2 separate regions of the Bombyx mori genome follow, and region 2 is linked to region 1. A link is a contact called in public Hi-C data. All regions are on one chromosome and are shown on one strand. The core of a region is the stretch at or near the end of the contact, and the rest is flanking DNA. Distances in the headings are between cores, read along the strand shown.

Region 1 (7,230 bases), core at 2,991-5,490:
TTTGTGAAAGTGCACAAATATGGGAGAATGAAACAAAGCCACTTGGAGTGGTATCTCGAGTTCTTCCTAAAAGTCCACTGAGGACTTTCCACTCAGTAAATAACCACAATTATACTGAGACTTAATTTAATTTCATCATCACAATCAATTAAAGTCTATAATTCAATTTCAACCCATTACGCTTATGCATGTATGCAAGATTAATATTTTTAATATAGTAAATATTTCGATACGAATTATTTAACAATTGACGATACATTCGATTGATTACGATTAAAAAGACAAGATCGAAACGGCTCAACGAACACATTTATACACAATGCACACATTTATACACAACATATACACAAATGTACACGTAACATCGATATGTACATACACAATGAATTTCATGAATAAAGCTGCAATTACGAGAGACTGAGTGTGTTAATATAACATTCAACGCAACAACAAAATGAGTTTATCTTTTAAAATTTATCTCTGAATTTCGATCGAATTTTATATTTATTTATTAAATTAACCAGTACGATACTCAATCGAACTTTGGTCAGGAGCGGACGCTTTAAGCTCTTAGTTAATTAATCCTTTGACTGCCTTTTGGGTTATCGATGCTCTACGTGGCGCACGAAATAATTATTTTGATTTTCGTCTTCGATCTTATTACTTAGGCACCAGAATATCTAGTAGAATCTGGGAAAGGCGAATTCGAAGATACTGAGAATGAATCATAAGAAGGCAAAGTTAGGCAATCTAGACGCTTAATTACAGAAATCAATATAATTACTTCAGGGCGCCGCGTAGGGCACCGGTGACCCACACAGCAGTCAAACGGTTAACGATAATGAAAACGCTAATTAGTACAAGATCTCGCTGCAGGATTGGTGCGTTCATCGATTTTTTTGCTTAAAACCAAATTTTTATGTTTATTTACAATTAGGAGAATATATATTTACCAGGGTGTCTATCAAAATTTGGCCGCCATTATTTTTAATTAAATTATTTTTAATTGATTTTTGGTAAAAAAATTCGTTTATTTATTTTTTTAATAAAATAACGTCTACATTACGGTAATTTATATGAAGATTCTAAAAAAATCACAGTGTAAACAGGTATGATTTCGAGAAATTTATATGTTTATAATGTATATTTCTTAATTATATGTCAAATTGAAGCTAATTTTCTTCATAGACTAAATTTCCTTATTATAAAAATGCGAGCTTCACTCATGAATATCCAGTTTTCGAGTTGATGGAATCTCTCGTACAGATGTAAGGCAACACTAACCGCTGCTGCCCGAGGACGACCTCTGCTGGGCGGCGCGCGCCGGCGTCAGGAAGTCGGCCTCGCGCCAGCCGTGCTTGCGGTACACCTCGCGCAGCTCCGCGTGGGACCACATCGTCATCAGCACTTGACCTGGAACAGCACGGGGACTTCAGCTCGGCCGGGACTTATTGTACGCATTTAAGTTTTTTTTTTATGATTGAAGGATTACTGGTGGCCCAGAGGCCTTTCCAGTTTCACCAGGACAGGAGGGCAAGCAAAAGCCCAGTCAGACGCATCTAAGTATCACATAAGTGGGGTACGGCAGGGATGTGCGAAGAACACTGACGTCGAATCTAAGTGAAGAGAATCTGTATTAATAGGCAAAGACAAAATTGTTAAATACCCACTCTCAACTCTGTTTATCTTTTAATTTTTTTTAAAGAATATATACCTAAGTATAGTGTGTCAGTTGTCGAATTTCAGCAATTCAGCAATACTAATATATAATTATTCGCTTCGTATTTCAAATAACTCGTGCGTTGAAATAATTTTCGCACCTCCCTATTGAATTTGTCTTTGGTTCTTGATAATCATCCCTTGTCGTATAAACGGTGCTTTTAGGTACCTGAACCCGTCGCTTACGACGAAGGGCTCGGCGAGTAAATTAACACAGCCCACTGAGTTTCTCGCCGGATCTTCTCAGTGGGTCGCGTTTCCGATCCAGTGGTAATTTGGTACCCAGCTGAGATTCGAACACCGGTGCATCGCTCAACACTAATGCACCGGACGTCTTATCCGTTAGGCCACGACGACTTAGGTCGTGGTCGACCACGACAAGAGGTCCTACCACCAGTAATGCGTTTACGGAGAGTCGTATAAGTTTTGGCTGGTGACCTGCGAACTTGAGGACCCTGGGCGTGTGCCGGTGCCGCTGCTTGGTGAGGTTGAGGAGCCGCTCCACGCCGCCCGCCTCCAGCAGCGACCGCGAGAACTCGCCGCTCTTCTTTATCACTTCGTTGAGGGTCGCCAGCACGGCGGCTATGGTGTCGTCCGAAGTACCCTGGATTCGTGAAATTAAACTTTAATTAGACGATCTTTACATTGACGTTTGTGTGAGAAATGTGTAGAACACTAGAGTGATTTTTTTATTTCCGTACCATTAAGGACACTATGTGTTATGTTTTGAATTTCAATATATTCATAAACGACCAATAAAAAAATGATTAGTTTTTAAGAGACTTAAACTAAAAAAAACCTGCTCTAGTAACAAGCCAAACTAAATACATATATAATTAATTATCTTTACTTTTTAATTAATTATTATTATTATTATATATGAGTCGTCTATTATCAAAGGTGGCAATCTGTGCATTTGGACAAAAAAATGTTTTTGATATGTCAATACAGATTGATTTGAATATAATCGTCTCCTTCAAAGAATACGGTTCAAAACCTGCATTAAATAAAGGTTAATACTTAACCTGTTATTTATCTAAGATGTCGTTCAGAAGAGTTTTGTGAATGCCTATGGAATACAAAGACAATAATTCGTTTTTCTGATTTGCCAATAATTGTCCAAAAGTCACATTGCCGGCTTTGATAATAGTCGACTCATATCTTTCATTTCCGATATGGTAAAAAGACACTAACTTAACGCACCTTTAGATATGAGGACGAAGTTCCGATATACTCGCTATGCTATTTCTTTTTACTGGTGGTAGAACCTCTTATGAGTCCGCGCGGTCGGGTACCACCGCCCCGCCTATTTCTGCCGTAAAGCAGTTATGCGTTTCGGTTTGAAGGGCGGGGCAGCCGTTGTAACTATACTTGAGACCTTAGAACTTATATTATCTCAAGGTGGGTGGCGCATTTACGTTGTGGATGTCTATGGGCTCCAATAACTACTTAACACCAGTTGGGCTGTGAGCTCGTCCACCGATCTAAGCAATAAAAAAAGGGGAGCGCAGTCTCTGTATCGTCAATGATCCTTGATAGGTTTGCAAATTTTTAAACTAAGACTCGGATGCCGTTATATCATAAAAATTGTGTTAATAGATTCCTTTATATAAATACATATGACTGTATATATAAATTAAAGACCCTATTATTAAGTCTTAAGGTCGCTATTCCCTCACCTGGTCGTGCTGTTGGTTCCCGCTGGGCAGCTTCTGCACGAGGTCGCGCATCGCGTACTTCCCGATCAGCTCCTTGTTGCGTTGGTCGATGGCCAGGTTACGTAGAGCCGTGGCCACGGCGCACACCACGCGGTCCACTTCCATACGTAACAGTTCCACCAGGATCGGTAACCCTGTCCGAATACATTTGTTACGACGATTAAAGATTTACGAAAAAATCGCGATTAAATATTTTATAATCCAACAAAACCACAAAGATGATGAAATATAAAATTAATAGCGGATCCGACAGACGTTATCCTAATCCTAAATCCAAAAAATTTATGGTTTGATTTGAGAATCTAAAACATTCTCAAATTCACTGGAACAAACACGAAAAATTTCATCAAAATCGGTCCAACCGTTTAGGAGTTCACTAACATACACACGAACAAAAGTATTACATATATTAAAATTTTTAAAGCACGGAATACTACTGACGCGCGTCACATCTTTTTTTATTTTTTTAATTGCCCTTGTAGGCAGACGAGCGTACGGCCCACCTGATGGTGAGTGGTTACCATCGCCCATGGACTTCAGCAATGCTAAGGGCATAGCCAAGCCGCTTCCTACCGTTACATAGACATTTCTAATGACATTTGGATTTTCGGCCCTATTCGACAACATTATGGCCCGCCAGCCTGGCGCCTGGCTGGACATCTCGGCGCGAGTCCTGTACCTTTTTCTTTCCTGACGGCGGCGCGTATGTCGATGGAGGGCTGCCAGTAGCAGGCGGCGAGGTTCTGCAGCGCGCCGGCCGCCGCCTCCAGCGTCTCCGGGTTGGAGCACGTCTGCAGCAGCGCCATGTACAGCGGGACCACCTGCAAGCACACGCTCACTCTCACTCTCTCTCGCAGGGACAGGACGTTGTACCGGCTTCGGGCCGTGAGCAAATTGGAACTTTAACCTCATATCTCAAGGTGCGTTATGTTAGAGTGTCTTTTTTTCCTACCTAAGCTGATGGTCTAGAGCAGGCCTGGGCAAATGGCGGCCCTCGGTAGAATTTTGTCTGGCCCGTGAAGCATTGTATATATCATTAAAACAGTTTGTGACTCAATCTATTAAGCATAGATGATAGTAGAAACACTTTTAATAACACCTTTGTATGATAATTGTACAGTTTGATAATTATCTGATATTAATGTTTAAAATTTTTCTTGAATTTTTTTTTAATTCAAATAACTTGATAAATATAAATATTTTGATTCAAAAATGTTGGTTTTAAAATTCATTAATTGACATCCTTAGCAAAAACTAAACTTAAAATTAGAAAAAAACCGGTTTGGCCCGAGGTAAAATTTTCATCTGCAATGTAGCCCGACTATCAAAATATTTGCCCACCCCTGGTCTAGAGAGACTATGTCACCGTCACCGAGCTAGTATGTGAGCTCACGGGGCTCAAACCTGACGATGTTGCTAGCACGAACCCTAGCAAGAACCGTGCTTCGCAGAATCTACCAGCGGATCGGACACGCGGCCCACTGAGAAGATCCAGCGGACAAATTAGTGGGCTGTGTCTGTGGGTTAATTTACTCGCCGAGCCCTTCATCGCAAGCGACGGGTTCGACGAGGACGATGACCGGAATGAGTGTCTAATAGCCACTTGACGCCATTACCACAGTAAGATGTGCACGTACCTCAGGAGACCAGAGCATCTCCGTTCCTTTGGGTACGGAGTAACCGAGCTGGGTGTTGTTCTCGACGGGCTGCGGTTCGGGCTCGGACTTCCCGAGTGGACTGGTCGAGTTCGACGATGAGGAACCTTCCTTTTTCTTTTTACTTCCTCCGAAACAGCCGAGGTTTTCTCCTTGTGGAAAACACAACACTAAATACGTGCAAGCTTTTGTGAGTTCTAGTTAAAATTAATACGATTAAGTTCTGTCATTCTTTCCAATAAAAAAGGGCAATTAATATTACATTGAAGTCGTCGTGGCCTAAAGGATAAAGCGTCCGTTACAATCGTATCGAGCAATGCTACTGTGCCAATGTTCGAATCCCACAGACTGGTACCAAGTGCTCTAAGAAATAGGTATTGAATATGTTTCCGCGAAAAAAAATAACAGTGAAAGAATATAATCGAATAATTAAAAAAAAACCTAATAATTTTTTTTCGAAATTACTGGTGATAGGGACTTGTAATGAGTACCAGTACCCTGACAATTTCCACTAAGAAACAACCATGCATTCCAGTTCAAGAGGTTAGGAAAGGCGTTATTACAAGTATTCTCAAAGTGATGTATGTCTCTGGGCTCCGATACAGGTACACTTAACAATAGATGGGCCGTGGGCTCGAACATCCAACTATGCAATAAAATAAAACAAAAACAGTGTTCATATCTAGTCTAATATATTTCGAAAGAACTAGCGGTAGGCAGCGGCTTGGCTCTGCCCCTGGCATTGCTGAAGTCCATGGGCGACGGTAAGCACTCACCATCAGGTGGGCCGTACGCTCGTCTGCCTACAAGGGCAATAAAAAAAAACTACACAATTATTCACTTACATGTTACTAGTGTTGTGGTGTAAGTTTGTCGATAAATGTAAAGCTGGTGTTATTGATGACAGTTTTTTAAATCTGACCGACCGTGGTTTAAGGCAACCGATGGTGGAACAACAAGAACCTCACCTTTCGAAGCGCTGGCCTGTATCCTGGCTTGTCCCGACGACTGTGTGGGAGGTGCTCGAGTGTCGTAGAGGGGGTCTTCGATTTCCTGACATCTTCGAAGCAAATTAACATGACAATTTAAAAACGTTACGAAAATTTATTTGTGAAAAATATTGGAAAGAAAGCGTGATCAGTTCAAACCTCAGTGTTACTAAACTAGAGCTGTTCTAAGTTCATTATTAGATCCGATTGTTGGCACTACGTTATTTCATTGTCATCAGAAATACATAAATCGTCAAGTTTATCGATAAAGAAATCATTAAAAGCTAGTGTTAATTTAATCGAGAGATTTTATTACATTTGAGATGGAAAAAAGTAACTATTAACTGATTTTCATGACAAAATTTATATAAATTTACATTATCCATAAATGATTAGAATTTACACAAAGCTGGTGGACTAGATGTGGCCGATGATCTTACATAGACTTGACTAACAGTGCTACATATAAATAATATACCAATATAATATTTAACATTTATTATTTTTATACTATTTCCGCAGTAAAGCAGTAATGCGTTTCGGTTTGAAGGGTGGGGCAGCCGTTGTACTGTTAAAAGTGAGACCTTACAACTCATGTCTCAGGGTGGTTCGCGGCATTTACGTTGTAGAAGATGTCTATGAGCTCCGGTAACCACTTAGCATCAAGTTTGCCGTGACCACCCATATAAGTTATAAAAATAATACCAAAATAATAAACAAAATGAAAATCGTTCTACCGGGTTCAAAATTATTACGAGAAACCATGTCCAGCAGTGGACAAGTGTGAGTTGATGACACATTTTTTTTTTCCTACCTAAGCTGATAGCCTTGAGAGGCTATTTCAACGGAACCTTAACTAGTAGGTGAGCTCACGGGGCTCAAACCTGACGACGTTGCTAGCACGAACCCTAGCAAGTCGTGCTTCGCAGAATCTACCACCGGATCGGAAACGCGACCCACTGAGAAGATTCGGCGAGAAACACAGTGGGCTGTGTCTGAGGGTTAATTTACTCGTCGAGCCCTTCGTCGCAAGCGACGGGTTCGACGAGAACGATGACCTGTGCTTGAGGTACCTAAAAGCGCCGTTAGTGGATCGGGAGGATCCGAAATAACGTGTTTGGGGCGACGTCAACTGCTTTCCATTCTTTC
Region 2 (6,912 bases), core at 4,269-6,768, 51 kb after region 1:
TTACAAATACCAGCTTCGCTTCAACTGAACCAAGACCTGGCAACAGCTCTAGTTTTGACTTAATAGAAGGAATATCTATTTTACCCCAAGATTAAATTATTACAATTATTAACCTATATGTTTTGTTGATGTTCTAATAAATATATAAATAAATACATATGTTGATTTTAATAATTTAATAGCATTATGACGCAGAGTAAGTAATGTTTTTGCACGTGAGTGTACCATGCGCAAACTTACCCCCACTACGTCAACAAATGCTCAAGAAGTTTGCCGGTTATTATACACAATATAAATTCTAATTAATTTTCTTGAGGGTACAAATAAATAAAAATTTCAACTAAATGAGAACAAATATTCAGTTATCAAATTTAAAACACAGGTTTTATCTGTTCAATCATTCAAATCATTTCTTTTTCATTAATGTTACTTTGTTAAATTAGTTTTTTTTAAGTACATTAATACATACAGGGGATCTGTATATAACAAAGGATTAACTACTTCATTATACCTCCTCAAAGGACGTCTGAGACGATTGACCTGTATCATTTGGCCGAATATCCTTCGGCATGAGTCGTGGAAACGGCGAATGACAGTTGTACTGGTTACATTAATTAATTTATATTATTATTATGAACAAAAATCGCTTAGTAATAATTATTCTTGGGAGTTATGTTAAACGACAGAAAGATAGTGCAAGTCCTTTTAAAAAAAAAGGTATAAAATGAAAAATATTTTTGTCAATTTCTTGACACGAGAAGAAGAAAACAAATAATGATAACTCACCGATACAGTGTACCCGAATGTATTTTCTTCACGCCTTCCATTTCTGATGTGGTATGATTATCATGACTAGGCAACCGGCCCGTCTAAAAGTCGGCTGGTGTACTGAACGATAAGGGCATTTTATGCTTCAAACCCGATAGCACAGTAACGCTGACAAGGCGACACCTGAAAACGTTTATGATTACTTAACGAATTTAAATACAAATTACTATATGCAATTATAGAAAACATTTGAATTTTGTTTCTTTTTTCTTTTTTATTGCTTAGATGGGTGAACGAGCTCACAGCCCACCTAGTGTTAAGTGGTTATTGGAGCCCATAGACATCTACGACATAAATGCGCCACCAACCTTGAGATATAAGTTCTAAGGTCTCAAGTATAATTACAACGGCTGCTCCACCCTTCAAGCCGAAACGCATTACTGCTTCACGGCAGAAATAGGCAGGTGTTGGTACCTACCCGCGCGGACTCACAAGAGGTCCTACCACCAGTTTCCACTCAAATCTAGAAATTTCTTCTGCATTGCAGATGCATTTGAACAGAGATACAATAAGTATGGGCACTCAATTTTCTTGTCTCAAGATGCGGCACATATTTTTAAATAAAATATAATGAAACTCGTGTCATTTTTTCACGATATAAGCCAATGTCACTATCAGAGGTACAAAGAATCTTCGCAAAAAATGTGAGACCCGCTACTGCGTAAGAGAAGAATTAATCAAAAACAATCTGTCTCGTTTACAATCTTTTTAAAGTCGTCAGTAAATCAACGTAGTGGATTTTGAGTTAGTAATTCAAAGGCCAATACGTTTATTGATATTAGCAACCAGACTATTAATTACAAAGCTGTAATACGTTATTTAGTTATAATATAATTATTAAAACAAATATATTACACAAATTGGTAACCTTTGAAATGATTTTTTTTTAAACACGCCACGTTACCTGGTCCCGTGATAAGTTCGTAAAGAACTTGTGTTACAGGTACCAGATAACGGAAATAAATGTAAGATTTTTATTATACACATACTTATATTTAATATGTGATTGATATGTGAGTAGAAAAAGAATCGGGTTTTCAAACGATGAGTGCGTTCGTTAACGATTTGTTTATTCGTCAAAGCTGAATATTTCAGTTTTCTATGAACTACGGGGTCACTAACCATCAATTGTCAAACAAATTTCTTCCGTTTGTCGGCATTTTTTCATTTCAGTGAATTTGTAACCAGAACTGTGAACTCGTCGGTTTTAAGCTCACCAGAATTTACCTAATAATTTTTTTTTCTCCTACCTAATCGCTGGTAGCCTAAGAGGCTATTCCAGTTACGTCCGGACGGGTAGGTGAGCTCACGGACTCAACCTGACAGAATTTGCTAATACTAGCCCTAACAAGAGCAGTGCTTCGTAAAATCTACCACAGGATCGTAATCGCGACCCACTGAGAAGATTCGCGAGAAACTCAGTGGGGTGTCTATGGATTAATGAATATGAAAGACCTAAAGAAGAGCATGTTTTAACTATACATGTATGATTTTTCGCTGTGTATGTTTGAATTCACGTGCATTTAAAAACGTATTCCTTTTGTAATCAAGTTATAATTTAATGTCTCGAGTTCAGGATGGAGTTCCCGCGTTGGTCAATGCCTAATATCGTCGATATTTGTAAAAATAATTGCCTTTACACCGTGATCCATGCGTTCTGGTTCGAAGAGTGGGAGAGGCGTTACTTTACAACTGAGACCCATAAAGTTATATCTCAAAATGAATGGCAACATTATCGTTCTGAGTTCTGATCACTACAGGGCCTGGTAACCACTTAACACCAACGTTAATTGCCGCCACCCGCTTTAAGACTTGAGGTCAATGACTCAATTTCATAGTAATTACGCTAATTGTAAATTTTCGAATATGATTTTTATTAGACCGAGTATTGATATATCTCTCTCTCTCTCTCTCTCTCTCCCTCTCTATTGATGTTATTTCTTCATAGTAATAATTCATGTGAACGTGTGCTAAGTACGTATTTCACTTGAAAAATTGGTGTCTGCCTGCGGAATTCGAACATAGGTTTATTCGCATCGTTTGATACGAGAACCCCAGGCGTCTTAACATTCAGGCCACGACGACTTCTATAGTCTGCAAATTTTTGTTTATAAATAAAAAACAAATTGGGCTAACAAATCTATGCTTGTGTATTATTTCATCTTTACTCAAGGAACGAGTGGCTTTCGTTCACAACGATGCATCTTATCGCGGTTAACTGCGACGGTAATTAGTTTAGTACAACATAATGTATGTTTTGAGATAGCTGTGATTGGAAAAATAAAATATGTCTACAATCAGTACATATTATATGTATTTATTGTGGGTACGCATACATATTATCTATGCCCTCTATTATACTAAACATTATACTCTGGCATTGACATTACTGAGATAGTCCACTATTAAAATTTTTAACCAAAATTATCTTTCCTCAACTCTCCTATAGCCAAATTTATGACCTTAAAAGACACAAAAACCGCGTTTCGTACTTTTTTGAGCCAAAATAAAAAACATCATTGAACTAAAAAGCCAGACTAAATTAATTTTATATTCCCCGGAACTTGCTTTCATCAACTATTTTTGGGTTCGGTCTCCATAGTTCTGTAACAAATTTAGTCAATAATAAACGCCTCATAATTTCATTATATCTGTCCCTCCATCTGAATGTCCCAATAATTTTACTTGGAATCCATTGGCACCATTCATATAGATGAAATTTCAAAGTTGAGTGGTTTCTACAAAGTTGTTTTTCAAAGGTGACAGTTCCATCATGTAAATTTAATTTAGAAAAAACATCTAATGAATATTTCTTTGAGCAAAGTATTTTGGTTATAGTTATAGTTCTTGAGATATCATTTTGAAATATTGTAGGATAAACACTGGTAAGAATAAAAAATATATTTTTGATTCCTAATTGCTTGGAAATTGTAAGTCGAATTGGAAATTGTCAATTGTGAATCGAAAATATTATGAAATGGAATCTATAGAACCAATATTTTATTATTTGGAAAAAAAAATCTTCTTTGTATTGTAAAGAACATAAATTAATAAGATTGCAACATAAACATAATATTTCAATGTTTCAGTTTGGGGCTGCTTAGATGTAAATAAATTAATTCACCTTTAACTATAATTATTAATTTCTTTATTTTATTTTAGTTATATTTAATTAATTTGAAACAAATATGTGATGTAAATAGCAGTCACACTTTCATATTCAATGAATTTTTAACATTTCATTCTATTAAAAGTTTTCCTAAATCAGGAATTATATTTCTATAAAACTTCTCAGTGAATGCTTGTTATGTGTTCTATCAATCTTGGATAATAAGAATGAAGTGTATTTTTTTTTTATTTTAACTTATAGAAATGATTTTCTCTAACTTTTTCATTAATTTTGTGGGTTGAATTTTGGTTATTATATGTACTTCAAATTTCTATTCAATAATACAGCAAGAAAAGCTTATTCTAGTGACAGAGCTAAAATGTACATATAAAAACCAGGACAGACTGTGTAATTTGCGCATAAAAAATACCATGAAGAAAGAGCCTTAATCTTAACTGTGACCTGTGAATTCTCAATAGAACTGTTGCAGCTCAGGGATATATAGAATGGACAATAGTTTGATACAACTAAAATCTAACTCTCAAAAGCTAATAGTCCTCGGTCAATCTTTCATTATCACACCTACTGTAAAAGGTTAGAAATGTCAAACTATGAGATAAGACACCAAACAAGATTGAATTGAAGTATTTTGTTGTATGAAGCCTATGAGATATCAGTACTTACAGTTCATCAATATCAGTAGGACAAGCTATCTAATACTATTAAAAAATAAAATTTTATGTGCATAAATTTTAAAGTCAAATTTCAATTAAAAAAATTAATCTATTATATTAGTTTTATATTCAAAATAATTTAATAAAGATTAAAATATGTTAATTTTATGAACTATACACATTTTTACTAAGAGTTCTATAACTATGTAACACATTTCTTTTTTATTATTTAAAGGCAAAACCATCTTAAGATACAGGCAAACAAGTTATCTTATTTTTATATAAATTCGAGCACTTAAATCAAAAGATAATAGAAAAAATCCATGATTATTGTTTCAAATAAGTGATCAAGCCACTAAGTTGTTGCACTGATTATCACATGAGCGATATATGCCATGTTTTGTTATTTATGAAAACCCGCATTTCATTTCATGTTATTGTAGAACTGACGAGTAATCATCAACATGTAATATCGTAAAACGACACGTAAATATCACAACGTAGAAGGCACTCACCGTAATGGCCACAATCTTCTAAACTACTAAACACGAGAATCACATAAAACGGAACGTGGGATACGATTTTCGCGAAGTTTCATTAATGGGTACACTTTCCAATAGCTTTTACCATCACGGCCCCTACTAATGCTAGTAGACAGTACAAACAGGCATGGAAAATAATACGCGACTGACGTACAAATCTACGCCTAGGGAGCGGTCGGTATGTTATTTTTCACGATAAACGAGCAAAAGGTAACCGGATAAAGTAACTTTCATACATAGATGCACCAGATAACTTCACAAATTTTAGTTCAACTATAAATTTTTTACACAAATCACCACAAAATTAAATATTGGGCGACAACGAAGCGAAATCGTCCCTCCTCCCTTCACCGTAAAATCATAGACAGTTTTTGGTTAACTTTGATCAATCGTCAACCTGGACCCGCAAAAGGAACATAGCCTCGAAGCCAGAGATCAAAATCATCGATGAAAATTGAATAAAGTGCATTGCATGCATTCACCATTAAACTCTGATCTGGATATACAGAAGATTGACTCTGCCAATATTCACATACAGCACCACTGTATAATAGTCAAAACCAGAATTGCGAATGTGCAAAGCAGAAATGTGATAAAAGTATAGACTTGCTTAGCTACAAGAGGCATCCTTCACATAATTGTGAGTAATGTAATGCTCTAGTAAGTAAAAGTTATCCTGGTTATTGAACCTTACAAAAAAACCTTGCATATTGAGCAACGAATCTAAAGGGTTCTAAGTTAGCCTATAGAACGGCAGCCAGATTAAAAGTAGACATATAATGGGAATTAATAATAAAAAATGGCTAAATGTTCGATATGGTCTGTAATGAAATCCTATCAAGATCTACGCTCACTGTGGCGTACTCTCGTCGAAGAATCCAACATGAAATTTACATAAGTTATACCTAGATGCATTCACGAACTAATTGCCCTTGGGCTGTTAGGCTTCAAATAATGGTAGTTAGTAGAACAATGCTGAGCGTTGAAGCACGTTTGTATGTTCTGGCGAAGCTGGATAATCTTCTGGACACCAGTAAGACGCTTAACTGTCATTTCATCACTCATATCATTCACAGAAATATTTTTTTCCTTTTACCATCCGTTACTGGAATAAAATCTCTTCCACTGTGTTTCAAGGGCAAGAATCACTGGTAGTTTTTAAACGAGTATTCAAAAGATTTGTCTGTATATCTTTTAATCCAAAATGAAGATACCAAAATAATTAATCAACTCAACATGCAAACAAAATTAAACTAAATGCTCTGACATCGTTAATCTTTGGGTAGACAGTTGCTTTATGTAGGCAATACATTTCACCCTTCTATATGAGAATCTTACGTTGCTTTATTATTTGTTTCATTTAATTTGAATTTTTAATTTTATAATTATCACATTACGCGTATAGGACACTTTCCAAATCGGAAAGCTTTCAAATTAATAATGAAAAATTATATTACTTCTAAATCAAGTGTTACTTTACTTTTAGATATTGCAATTTTTCATCTAGAATATTATCGATTAGAGTTTTCATTGATATTTTGAAGCAAGAATCCTGTAATTTAATATTTTATGTATCCGAACAAGCATTAGTAAAATATACTAGTGTTGCTCAGTCCATGTTTAGTGATCGATTTTAAAATTTTGTAATCGAAATATTTCCTGCAGCTATAAAACTTTTTCAAATTAGAGTTATATTCGAAAAGTGTGCTGTAATTCCTGGTGTCAAGACACACCTTAATGCTATGAAATGATTTTTGTC

What was found. A called contact is a pair of places that touch in the nucleus more often than the background predicts.
Region 2: a contact with region 1 is called in a Hi-C map of midgut, with 3 times the contacts expected there. The contact joins the promoter of LOC101738442 here to the enhancer-like site in region 1. A contact is called at or near these places in 3 of 7 Hi-C or Micro-C datasets (midgut and whole pupa).

What each region holds. Positions count from the first base shown.
Region 1 is chr27:5,037,136-5,044,365 of ASM3026992v2, forward strand. It overlaps LOC101738442 (catenin delta-2), which reads right to left. Exons shown (of 20, transcript XM_012690953.4): 13 at 6,061-6,152; 14 at 5,075-5,262; 15 at 4,117-4,258; 16 at 3,399-3,571; 17 at 2,158-2,323; 18 at 1,285-1,413. LOC105841726 (a long non-coding RNA gene) reads left to right here. Exons shown (of 4, transcript XR_002430605.3): 4 at 1,267-2,564. Among protein-coding and RNA genes, the nearest start is that of LOC105841726, 17 kb to the left of the region's middle. Within about 2 kb of position 4,241, at least 2 of the 8 cell types and tissues checked have open chromatin away from gene starts, as enhancers often do.
Region 2 is chr27:5,087,057-5,093,968 of ASM3026992v2, forward strand. LOC101738442 (catenin delta-2) reads right to left here and starts at 5,519. Exons shown (of 20, transcript XM_012690953.4): 1 at 5,127-5,519; 2 at 787-951. The coding sequence starts at 827.